2 separate regions of the Mus musculus genome follow, and region 2 is linked to region 1. The links are chromatin contacts, called in public Hi-C maps. All regions are on one chromosome and are shown on one strand. Each heading gives the region's core, a stretch centred on a gene start, on an enhancer-like site or on the middle of the called end of the contact. The rest is flanking DNA. Distances are from core to core; before and after follow the strand shown. Region 1 holds the start of Dkk2 (dickkopf WNT signaling pathway inhibitor 2). Region 2 has its middle 130 kb from the start of Dkk2.

Region 1 (6,674 bases), core at 1,302-3,801:
GCTCTTGAAAATGTTTGGGTGTCTCCCAAGGAAAAAGAAATGGTAAGATAGGTGGCTATGTTGGTGTGGAGGTGTGGGAGAGAGGTAGAATATGCAAAAATTATGTATGTATGTATGTATGTATGTATGTGTGTGTGTACACGTGTACACATATATATAGCTTCTTATTTTCCTTTAACTCTTTTAAAGTCCTGGGATTGAAGCCTTTGCAGTCCTTTAAAGAAATAGCTGACATTTTTGATATTTCAAAACACTGGGAAGCATTTTCAAATTGCAAAAGCAGCGCAGGAGCACACATGCGCGCGCGCGCGCGCACACACACACACACACACACACACACACACACACACACACACACACACACACACCAGGCACTCAGGCCATGAGAGGGCAGTAGGGGGCCAGGCTCAGGCCTGAGTCTTTTCTGGCTGTCCAGCCTTCTCTGCCAGCCTTCCCTCTGCCTCCTGGGCTGTGGGCAGCTAGCTATAGCTGACGACAGCGTGCTGAAAGCGGGGGCAGCCTCAACTCTGAGCGAACCAGAAACTGCATCTGCGGAGCGTGGAACTCTGTCTGTAGTTGACACGTGTGAGAGGTGTATGTGCTGTTTTGGCAAACTGGTATTCGATTTGGGCTTCCCACAAAAGAAGCAGAAGGTGGAGCTGCGGTGGTTCCCAGTGCCCACAGAGCCCCCTCTTCTGGCCACCGCGCATGGACCACACTTGGTACCCAGTGCGCGCGCGCGCTTTGCTTCAGTCCGCTCTGGGTGTCTGTGTAACCCTTTGTAAAGGACCGTCCACCTATCTGCCTATGTGACCGACATCAAGACGCACGTGGGAAATACCCTCTCTCAAAATCGGCTTTGGTATCCCTGCTGCTTTGCAGGCACTTAAGAAACTGTCATTGTCACCTCATTATTTTCTTCCTGCCAATTGATTTATTCGCAGTTCTATTTGAGTGAGAAATGCAAGTCTACTGCGGATCTTGCCTGCCAGTGCTGAGAGTTTGGCAGAGAAAGTGCAAAAGAGAGCAAATCCCCTTCTCGCCATTGTAAAATGTTTTGGGTGCCTGAGATCCAAATTTTCACTGCACTGTGACATCCCGCGCTGTCACTTATACCAGTTATGAGTTTGGAGCATACACAAACTTTTCATTTGAAGTCAACAGGTCCTATCTTCCAGAGTTGTGAAGATTAAATAAGTGAACACTTAGAATCAAGGCTAGCACATCCCATTTGCTATGTCAGCTCCTGTTCACATCCATTGCAGCCTCCTGTTGGATGGAAGGACCATTCTGGCCCCTTTGCCAAAGAAACGCACTAGATCTTTAAAAGTACTCATGTCTCAACACAAAGATGAGACAGAACTCTAAACCTCCCGCTGTAACCCAGCATCCCAGCGACCAGCAAAACACCCAAGTCCTGGTACCCCTGCAGACCCAGCTTCAGCAACCCCCTCCCAAATAGCCAGAAGCGCCACACCTGGCTTGGGCAAGGCTTTGACTTTTGCAGGGCTCAAAGGCAAGCTGCAGATGCAAAAGCTCTGATCCCTACCTCTCCTGGCTGAAGAGTGTGTTTGGGGGGGTTTCCTACCTGCCCCAGGCTTTTGCCCTTCTTACTGCCGCCGAAAGCCAGTCCTTGGTTCATGCCTGCAGATCGGTTGGCTGACTGAGCAGGAGTCTCCCCTCCTAGAGAGGACTTGATGGAGTTGAGTTTGGCCCGCGAGCTGCCTAGCTGTGAGCTCTCCACCATCAGCACCGCGGCCAGTAGGAGAAGGCAGCGGGATGAATCCTTGACCCGCATCAGCGCGGCCATCTCCGGGTAAGGGGTTCCCGGAGTTGGGTGGAGCCCTGAAAAGATGGGAATGCCAGGGGAGTGAGGACGCCCGCCGACACTCAACCCCTCACGTGGGGCGCGTGGGCTCCTCACAGACACAGTTCCCCCAACCCTTCCTGGATCAGACACTCGGGACTCTTAAGAACTTAGTCTCAAGCCTCAAGCCTGGAGCAAACGCGACCCCAGCGAGACCCGCTCCTCTGACGGGCAGGAAGTTCTGCAGTCCCTGGAAGCAATCAAAGGCCAGACGCCTTCTCGCCAAGGAGGCGTGACCCAAGGTGCTGTTAGACCCAGCCCTGCAGATCGCCCTGCCGGCTTCGTTTGGTGTTCAGCACCTTTGCGCTTTTGCACGATTTTCCGCGGTGATGGAATCCTCCCTTAACCGCGCACAGGGTTCTCCCCAGCTGCTGCTTCTTTTTCTTTTTCTTCCTTTCTTTTCTCTTGTTTCCCCCGGCTCCTCTGCTCCTCTGTCCTCTCCTGTGCTTTAGCTCTCAACCTTTGCACCACTCAAGTCCCTCTTTTCCAGGTCCGCGGGGTTTGTGACTGGTGATCAGAGTCTCCCCCAACCCCTCCACCGGACTCTGGAGAGCTGAGGCGAGCGGAGGTCCCAGCAAGCGCACTCCCACTGGTGCGGTTAGGAGTTGTCCCTTGGTTCACACGGGGCCACTAAGCCCTGCCAGCGAAGCAGTGATGCGCTGCGCGGAGGGCCAGTGCTCTCTTGCTGCTCTCCCCCGCCCTCTTAGCTTTTTATAGCTTTCCTCAGTGGGTTTTCCTCCGCCCCCAATTCAAGAGTGACAAAGAGTGAAAACGTTTCTCTCCCCCACCCCACGCTCCCGCTTGCCTCCCCTTCCCCCAGCAGGCGCTCTTTCTGAGGCTGTCTCTCCTGCCTCTCACCTTTCCTACCCTCCCATCCCTCCTTCACTCTACAACTAAAAACTTGGGGTTCACCTCCAGAAGAACACGGGAAAGCTCTTCCTGGACGATCACAGCTCCGAGAGTGAATGGGAGTTTGGAAACAGGCAGAAATGAAGAGGAAAAGTTGTCCCTATTTGTGGTGACTGCCACTAACCATGGCTTCTTACTTCTCCCACCCAGCTTCAGCCTCCAGCTAGGAGCGCTGGAAAAGCTCTGGAGAACATCTGCAAGTTAACTTGGTGGACTGTGTACAGCCCAGTTAGATTTTAGCCTGAGCCTCTCGGTTAATGTGCTGTGTGAGACTGTCTGGCTGTAGGTGCTTTATGGGGTTCCGCTTCGAATAGGGGGGGGGAGATGAACAAAGGGGGAGGCAAGAGGACTAAAGGAAGAGGGGCGAAAAGACCAAAGAAAGAGGAGGGGGAATAAGGGACCATTCTTCCCCCGTTGAAGTGCTTGAATCTTTCTGTTTTCCTCATCCCTCGCCCAACCCGATATACACATTACACTTTAATCCAAACAAGGAGTGAGGAAGGGGATAATGACCCGACTTGTGCTACCTCAAGGCTTGATGAGGCACTTTTAGGGTGCCAACGCGTCCTCTGCAAAGAGGAAATCCCAGGCAAGAATAAAAAGCCTGATGGGGAACCGGGTGGGTGGTGAAGTGGGCCAGAAACTTCTGGTCCTGCCTCTTGAGCGCTGCCCCGCTCGTTCCCCCACCCCCACTCCCACCCCTCCCCCGCCCGGAGGCCTTGGCTAGCCTTTCAAGTCAGTCTTTGAGGCTCGGAGTTCTCTGCACTGTTCCACAGAGGCAGAGGGCCACCGAGCGAACCACTCTGACGCGCTGACTGGCTTGCAGCACTTGGGGGCGCCAGTAGCAGCAATCAGCCAGGAGCACAAACACTGCAGGAGACAAGCTTTGCCAGCAAGCTCTGGGTTAGGAGAGGTTTGGTCACCCAGGAGACCAGGAGCAAAGGTTGCTGCTTGTGTCTTTAGCAGTTCAGTCATGCAATCCCTAGCAGTGTCCTTGAGCCAAAATGGAGTCAGACAGAGGTCGTCCGCTGTGATGAACTGACTCCAGTAGCACACTCTAGAATTTTGAGGTTTAGGTCTCCTCTTTCACACCTAATTCTGGCATATACCAACCTGTCCAGGACTCTAATTTAACGCTAAGGGGAAGGGGGTAAGGGTAAGGACGTTAATATTTTCCACCAAGCACGCCAAGACTTAAGGTGTGCATCAAGAGCTGGGAGGTCCTGGGCAGAGTCGGTTATTCACTTTCCTGACCTGTGAGTCAGCCTGTCCAGAAATTTTCATATACACAATGCACACAATGCCTTGAGGTTTTTTTTTTTTTTTAAATACACAACCAACTAGAAAATAAAAACACGTTTTCTCCAGATTGGCCTATTGCCTTAAAGTAAAACAAATGTGCTGATTGATTATTGATTGATTGATTGATTGATCGATTGATTTACTTTTTGATTTATTCTTGAGGACATATACTAGTTACATTGCCCAAACTTAGGCTCCAAGCTAGTAATCCTCCTGTCTCCACCCCTTTCCCCCCCCTTGCCTCTTCTATCTCCTCCTCCTCCTCCTCCTCCTCAGTGCTTCAGTGCTGAAATTCCAAACAACTGCCATCACTCTTGTTTCACTTTTTAAATGCATAAGAATAACATGGGTGACTCTTGAAGAACAGACTCCTGTGACATGTGCCAGTTCTACAAATCTAAGATAATGAGGATGGCAGTTATCAAGGGCTGGGTGGAAGGAAGAGTAGGACATTACTGTAGCAATAGACACAAAGTCACCATACATCATGATAAATAAACCCTAGACATTTGCTAAATCACATCGTGTCTAGAGCAAATGATAATGAAATAAACATCCAACATTGCCTAAAGGGGAAGATCTCGTGGCAAATGTCTTTACAATGATAAATAACATACATGGACATATAATTTTAGGCAACAAAAGGTGTGTGTGCCTTGTCAACTCAAGAACAAATTTGTATGGTTTAAGGATAAGAAGGTTCTAATGGAACACAGGGGGGGTGGGGAGGAGGAGGAAAGTGTTCTGTATATTGTGAATAAGTTCTTTGTCTTTACAGATAGTGTCTTTTTGCTTTTGTTTAGACTTGATTTATCAATCAGAAACATTACAAAAATTCAGGAAATTAAGTTAGAAATGTGCTAATTGGGATATTTTAAAGAATATCTTACCATTTTTGCAACTTTGATTTCTTATTAGTGCATGTATGAGAGGTGTGTGTCTGGTATGGCCCATGCAGAGGTCAGAGGGGTTATGGAGTTGACTCAGTCTACAGTGATTTGGACTTTGGTCATCAGACTTACACAAAAGGGTCTTTAATAGCTGACCCACCCCTGACAAGTATTTTATAGCAAAAGAAAATGCAATATGATCAGAAAATTAATTTCAATCACAATGTACTTCCTGTACAAATCCATGAGGGCCATAATAAGGAATCCTTTTTGAAGCCAACACAGAACTGTACAAACTCTATGAATAAATTAAACATATAGTTTACACTAGGCATTCAAGTTCACACTAGGCATGGTGGCACAAGCACTCAGGAAACAGAGGTAGGTGATCGTTGTGAGTTCCAGGCCTGCCAAGGATATACAGTGAGACTCTGCCTCAAAAGAAAAATATTCACATAAATTTTTCTTTTAAAAATATCCTTGTGATCGCTTCGGCAGTACATATACTAAAATTGGAACGATACAGAGAAGATTAGCATGGTACCTGCGCAAGGATGACACACAAATTCGTGAAGCGTTCCATATTTATATAAAAAAATATCCTTGTGCATTAAGCAAAATCAAATGTATGGGATCAAACAATTAAATATAAACAACCACATCTTAGACTAAAAAGGGAGTGAAAACTGTTTTCATTGATAACCCAAATATTATCTATACAGTTATTTGATAGTCACATATAGTAAACATACAAGGAGATGCAAAATCAATAACTGAATAATCACATGCCTTGGGCTGCCATCATGAGTCCACACGTTTCCTCCTTGTGTGCTTACTTAAACAGGAAGACGCACCTTCGTATTTTACTTGGGAGGATTGGTTTCTAGATATCTGGCAATAACATAATTAGAGAACAGATGCATAAATAGAAGATTGTGCATAAGTCAAGTCAAATCTCTTCTGTTCAGAAGGAAGTGTGTGGACACTTCATTCTTTGGCTGGACATTCCCTCCCCTCTCTCTTCCTCTAGCTCTGGGCCATGTTGGCCCCATTAAAAAGAAACCACTTTCTCAGCAGTTGTTCCAAAACTAGATTTCCTTATAATACTTAACCCTAAAACAGGATTTACCCTTTATATTCTCATTTACAGTTCCTTACTAAGTCACTCCATCATCATGCCTCCTGGATTAGTATCTCCTGAAATTGCTGCACAGTTAGTAAGTGTGGGACCCTGTGAACAGAAGTGAGTGGATAGAGACCATGGCCTTGATGAAGCTTACATCCCACTGTCAAACTCTTGGCTCACAGACATCCACCTCCAGCCCACCAGGAGTAGCTATCCCAAGCCCTTTTCTCTTCCCCCCACTGCTGAATTTTTCAAATCTCTGAATTCAGTCTCTTCTAGGTTAGCTACAACTTCCAAGCTGGTGAGGTCAGGCAATTGTAGAAATAAAGATGATTAAATACATCCCCTGGAGATGCTCATACATACAGCATACAATATGTGCTGCCACATTTGAGTTTGGACACAAATGTCCCCAGTAATGGTGGCTAAAAATAAAGTGTTATATCTTGGTCGACTTGGGAATCGAGGATACAATGCCAGACTCCACAGGATTCCAAATCATCTTCTGTATACATGTCGGACTTCAAAGACCTTTGTGACATAGATGAACCTTAGTGGTTATTAAGGATCTGGAAAGTAT
Region 2 (6,070 bases), core at 2,358-4,857, 130 kb before region 1:
AAAATATATTATGGAAAGTAGTACAGGAATGTGATTGGAAAGACAGGAGAAATTATCTAAGAACAAACTTGAAAAATAGTCTGTTCTCAACTACCAAGAATCTTATTTGGGGGTACCACATTTTTAACTCCAAGACTTTGAAACAAATAACCTTCTGCAGTCACAAAGTATATTATTGATCACACACTGAACATCTTCTCCTATTTTTATTATTTTACCTGCTTCCTGTTCAGAATCAAAGACATTAACACTTCTATTTGGCAATCTAAGTGCTTTGCAGATCAGTAGTAAGGACTCGGATTGTGTTTGGAAATGTACCTTTCTTAACAGCACTGTCATAAAAATTGTGTATTCTTCATAGATAAATTTAAATATCTTAATACATATACTTGAAAACTTAAGAAAGTAGTTTGTATTAATAACACATTTTATTTAGCTGAAAACTCAAAAACATCACTGTAAATATTTAATATTTAAAGACACTAATAAGACATTTTATGTTCTGTTTTTCATACTACATATTCAAAGTCTACTGTGCATTTTTTAAAAATTAAAAAGTGCTCCAATTCACAGCAGCTAATTTCAAATATTCCATAATCCTATATCACTTTGGGCTTCCAATGTGACAGGAAAACATGGGTCTGTATATATTTAGCTACAACTGATGCTCTTAAGTGAATAACAGGTAAAATAGGGATTCCTGGTATACCTTTTATGTGGTATTTCCCCTATAAATTCATCTGAATGCCTGGTCCCCAAATGGTGATGCTATTTTGATAAGCTGTGGAACTTTTAAGAAGTGGACCCTACCTGAGCTACCTGGGTGACAATTGCTACCAGGAGACAGAACTTATCATTTACAGCCCAGATGTGCTTCTAGTCCCTCCGCTGTCTGTAAGAGATGAGAAAGGTAAAGATTCCTACCGTGGTGACCTATTACCCTGCAAATTATAAGCCAGCATAAACCCTGCCCACTTTGCACTGATTACATCAGATTTTGTGTCCCAACAACAACAGCAATAGCTAATACAAGTCCTTAGTTAAGATGTAACGAAAAAAGTCTTAGAAAAAAAAGGAAGTGCATCCTAGGACTCTAGAAGTAAGAGAACATGGGACTTGAAGTTGCTCTGGATTGTCATTAGTGGTATTCCTCACACTGCCTAATGGCTCCCCTTCTAAGGCTGGTGAAATGATCAACAACCCTTAAGATTTCATAGATATTCAAGGCCATACTACCTCATCGTATGGGGCTGGTGGGCACCACTAAGATGAACAAATATGTAATACAGAGATAGAAACATGGAACAGAATATGAACTCTGGTGAGAGGCAGAACTGGAGATACAACTACAATGGTGAGAACCAGGCTGATTTGAGTGACCTGCATTGCCACCTGAGGCCATAGGGATCCATGCTCCCTCTGAGGGCCATGTCTGGGTTTGAGGTCCTATTGCAACTAGGGTCTACCACCTGAAACCATGTAGATGTCCAGGGGCCATGTTTTCACAGGGTGGGGATAGGGGAGGGACACTGATCTGAGTGAGAGTCCTGGGAAGTCACCTGAAGCCACAGTGATGTCAGGATTCCTGCTGCCCCTGAGGGCCATGTCTAGGTTTGAAGTACTACTGAAACTGGAATCTGTGTTGATGTCCAATGAAGGTCATACAAATGTATGTGGGCTATACTTCTGCTGGACGCCATATTGATGTGAGAGATCTGCATTGCCACCTAAGGAAGGCTATGGTGATGTTCATGGTCCAGGTTCCCCCTGACAGCCTTGACTTGGTCTGTGGTCCTGTTGCAGTCAGGGACTGTGCTCATTGTCTGTGCTATGATGATAAACCATGTGGATGTTCTGTATTCGTGATCTGTGCTCTTACTGACACTAAGATGCAAGAACACTACTTTTTCTGTGATAGGGATGATTTCGGATATGTACTTTGGAAAAAGAGACATGGAAGGCTTCTGTGACAACTCCTACAGAACGCCCCCCCCCCAAGTAACAACCTAAACAGAAGCCATCAAAGAAAAGGGTGGGGCTGGAGAGATGGCTCAGTGGGTAAGAGCACCCGACTGTTCTTCCGAAGGTCCTGAGTTCAAATCCCAGCAACCACATGGTGGCTCACAACCATCCGTAATGAGATCTGACTCCCTCTTCTGGAGTGTCTGAAGACAGCTACAACTCACATATAATAAATAAATAAATAAATAAATAAATAAATAAATAAAAGAATTAAATCTTAAAAAAGAAAAAAAAGAAAAGAAAGGTGTGATAGGGATGTTCTCCACGATTGATGGCTTCTGGCAGGGTGTGGGGGTGGGGAATGACTCAGTTTTATGTAAGGGGCAGGCCACTGAGAGTCTAGTCATGCTCCAGTGAGTATATATGTTTGGAGCCATTTGCTGTTTCTCTAAAGCAGAGGGAAAAAAAGAGAAAAGTCTGCCTGCTAAAGGAGAGTCAAGGTGGGTCACGGTCTATTGGCAGATTTTCTGACCTACTGAGGCATGGAATGATAAGAGGGGGTATACTTGAGGCTCAAGGCAAGGAGATGAAGATTGTATTGACCTTAGTGGAAGGAATAGGGAAGCTTTTGTGTTGGACCAAATGTCTTATATGTATTCTTCAGCATCACTTCTGTTAGTTTAATGCTTTACTTCCCATTGTACTGTGTAATATAAAAAGGCTATAAAAAATATATCACTGCTGGTGTGGTATTGACCTACAGCCCTCCTACATCTGTCTCTTGCATCTTCTTTCTGTCTTTCCTATTGTTAATCCTCACTCTCCACTTCAGAAGAATGTTTGACTTCACACTGGTGGGGCTGGTACACATATAAATTAGACTTGTTTTTTTTTCTTTATTTTTGTGGGGGTCTCAAATTTTTCAGATTTATTTTTGCCAGTGAAGTATATTTGCTTGCAGACAACTCATATATAATTCAGATTATATATGCATATACTTGTATATGTGTATAAATGTATATTTGCATATATGTACATGTATATATATACAGATATACATGTACATATATACAGATATATATGTATAACATATATAATACTCATTATATGTAACATGTATATACGTATATGTGTGTATACATGTATATAATGTATGTGCATATATAGCACACACATACACACACACACACACACACACACACACACACACACACATATATATATATATAAAATAAGATCAACTAGTCTGTGTATTTGCATTGAAGACTTAAAACCAATTATATTCAGGGACTATTAAAAGTTATATGCTAATTCCTGTCATTTGCTGTCTTTGCAATGTCTGTTCCTTTTCTAGTCCCCATTTCCTTACTGACTTTATTTTCTTGTCACTGTGACAAAATATCTAACAAGAAGAACTTGACAGAGAAAGGGTTTATTCAGGCTCATGGCCTGAGGTTTACTGTGTGACTTTCACTGGGTTCATGTGAACAAACTTAGTCATCCCAGACTGTCATCCAAGGAGAGACTAAGTAAATAATTCAACCCAAGTCAAGCTTGTTGAAGCAGTGAGTTTATTCGTACTAGTTACAAAGTGCAGATAGGGAAGGGAGGGTCCCTTACGGGAGCATGTGTGACTCAAAGGCAGCTGCATCACTGACAAGCTTGTCCTAGTACGGGTGATGACTCATGTGATGGATAACCTTCGTTGTCAACTTGTCTACATCCTGCCTTAACTAAGATCCAAGCAGCTGGGCACAACTGTGACTGATTTTATTTTTCTCGATTGGACTATTTGAGACACCCTAAATCTGGATCATCTGAGGTCAGAAGTCCATCCTTGAATCTTGGCCACAGCTTCTGGAAGCAGTCCTCATAAAAGGACATGGAAGAAGGGACATTTTCATTTTTTGCCTGCTTGCCTTCATTCTCACTGGAAAGATCATCTATCCTGTTCCTGAGAAACCCCTTTGCTGATGTTCAAACTTACATTTTCAGGACTCCATACAGACCAAAAACTTGCAGCTCTCTAAGACTTCCCACCAAATTGGGAATACTGAGACATCCATGAGGACTGAACAACTATCAGATCCTCCTTGGCTTTCTATCAGGAGACAGCCAATGTTAAACTACTTGGACCACAGCATGAATGTGTGTGTGTGTATGTGTGTGTGTGTGTGTGTGTGTGTGTGTGTGTGTGTGTGTGTGTGTGTATGTGTATATAAGTATGTATGTGTATATATGTGTGTGTATGTATATATGTGTATGTATGCATGTATGTATGTATGTATATAAGTATGTATGTATGTATACATACTTAGTTTAGCTAATAAAACCTACATTTTTGGCAGTCACTAAACAATAGCAGACATTTCCTTACAAGAGCCTCTGATCTCACAAGTCACAGATCTTTTCCTGGCTTATCGTATTAGATATAATTCTTTCCGTGGAATGGGCCTTAAATTCAAGTGGAAAGTTGCACACATAACAATCATGGCATGTTACATCATTAGGCACAGCTTGCCTTGTCTTTTGGTAGTGTAGTACATGGTGTTCATAGCCAAGCAGGATTGCCAGTGAAAAATTATCTCCAGAAATCTGCACAGTGCCTACAGAATGAAACTAGGCCACAGAGAGGGCGCTGGTCAGCTCCATCCAGGGCTGATTTCCCTATGTCTTATAGAAAAAGCAAGGGGTGTTTTCTCAGTATGGATTTATCATCCAGATCTGGCATGCAATCAGTAATTAGTAGAGATTGCCTATATGGTTTTGGGAATTTCATGAAACTCTTTGGTCAATAACTCATAATGTAGTAGTGTGCTTTGTGTATCAAAAAGTTTATTTAACAACCTTGCAGTTTCTAAAACACCCCTTTTGAAAATGCATGACTGACGACTGGAGAGAGATGGCTCAGCAGTTAAGAGCACTGAGTGCTCTTCCAGAGGGCTTGAGTTCAATTCCCAGCAACCACATGGTGGCTCACAACCATCTGTAATGGGATCCGATGCCCTCTTCTGGTGTGTGTCTGAAGATAGCTACAGTGTACTCATATAAATAAAAATAAATAATATTTTTTAAAAAGAAAATGCATGACTGTTTGTTTTTAGGATGAGGACAGGGTCTCTCTATCTGCGAAAGGGACAGTCATTTTTGTATATTGGTGTGACTCTCAGTAGGCAGAACACACTCCAACCTAAACCCTTCACCCAAGAGTAATTGGGTAGCACACACTGAACTCAAGGGAAGAAACAAAGATAAAGATTGGAAGCTGACTGAGGAGAGATGTGAGGGTGTATCTGAGCAAGTCGGAAAGAGATGGATATAATCAAAAGGGCTTGTATGAAATTAATGAAGGAATAATAAAATATTACTAAAAATAACATACATACTTTTAATTTTTAATTAAAATATATCTTTCCTCCTTCCCCATTCTCCTTCTAGTCCCTCCCTTTCCCCATGATTCCCTGTCAAATTCATGGCCCCTTCTGCTTTGTTATTGTTGCATGTATATGTAAATGCCTAGATTTATAAACACTAGCTGCTGTGTCTGGTTAGTGTTGCTTGTGTGTATATGATTTCAAGGTTGACTTCTTCATACTGGATAAATGATTGGGGGCCTCATCCTTAGGAAGGAATGTTTCTCCAGGTTTCCTCATTCCTTAATTGCTTGTAGTTCTTTGTCTAGGGCTGGGGTTTCATGAGATCTCCCCCTTCCTCGTTAGCATGCCTGTTGATGTTGCACTTGCCCATGTCTTGTTTAGGCAGCCATGTCATGGAGTATCATGGATGAAGCTTCCTTGTCATTTCTAAGAGACACCATCTCACATAATTTTTTTTTCTGGCCCTCTGGTTCATATAGTCTTTTTGTACTCTTTTCTAGAATGTTCCCTGGACACTGAATAATCATTTGGTAAAGAAAATGTGGTTTATACACAGTAGAATGTTTTTTCCACCATAAGGAAAAAAAAAAAAAACCATGGCTTCTGCAGGAATGGAACTGGAAATTTGTATGTGAAATGAAGTGAGCCAGACTCAGAAAGGCAAACACCATGATTTCTTTCATATGCAGAATCTATATTTGAAGTGTGTATGTGTGCACTTGTGTGTGTGT

The links. Hi-C and Micro-C count contacts between places; a contact is called where the count stands out from the background.
Region 2: a Hi-C map of pancreatic cancer cells shows a contact between it and region 1, with 4 times the contacts expected there. The contact joins the enhancer-like site here to the promoter of Dkk2 in region 1. A contact is called at or near these places in 6 of 39 promoter capture datasets (the 3T3-L1 cell line, 3T3-L1-derived adipocytes, embryonic stem cells and 3 more), 8 of 484 Hi-C or Micro-C datasets (bone marrow-derived macrophages, embryonic fibroblasts, liver and 3 more), 2 of 115 datasets of contacts at active chromatin or transcription factors (bone marrow-derived macrophages and pancreatic cancer cells) and 1 of 9 other capture datasets (macrophages).

Annotation. Positions count from the first base shown.
Region 1 is chr3:132,081,169-132,087,842 of GRCm38.p6, reverse strand. Dkk2 (dickkopf WNT signaling pathway inhibitor 2) reads right to left here and starts at 2,551. Exons shown (of 4, transcript NM_020265.4): 1 at 1,589-2,551. The coding sequence starts at 1,810. Gm22421 (a small nuclear RNA gene) reads left to right here and starts at 5,451; the gene lies at 5,451-5,557.
Region 2 is chr3:132,209,013-132,215,082 of GRCm38.p6, reverse strand. No RefSeq gene overlaps it. Among named protein-coding and RNA genes, the nearest start is that of Dkk2, 130 kb to the right of the region's middle. Within about 2 kb of position 3,607, at least 29 of the 459 cell types and tissues checked have an H3K27ac peak or open chromatin away from gene starts, as enhancers often do. A contact at or near this core is called in pancreatic cancer cells, where this site is marked.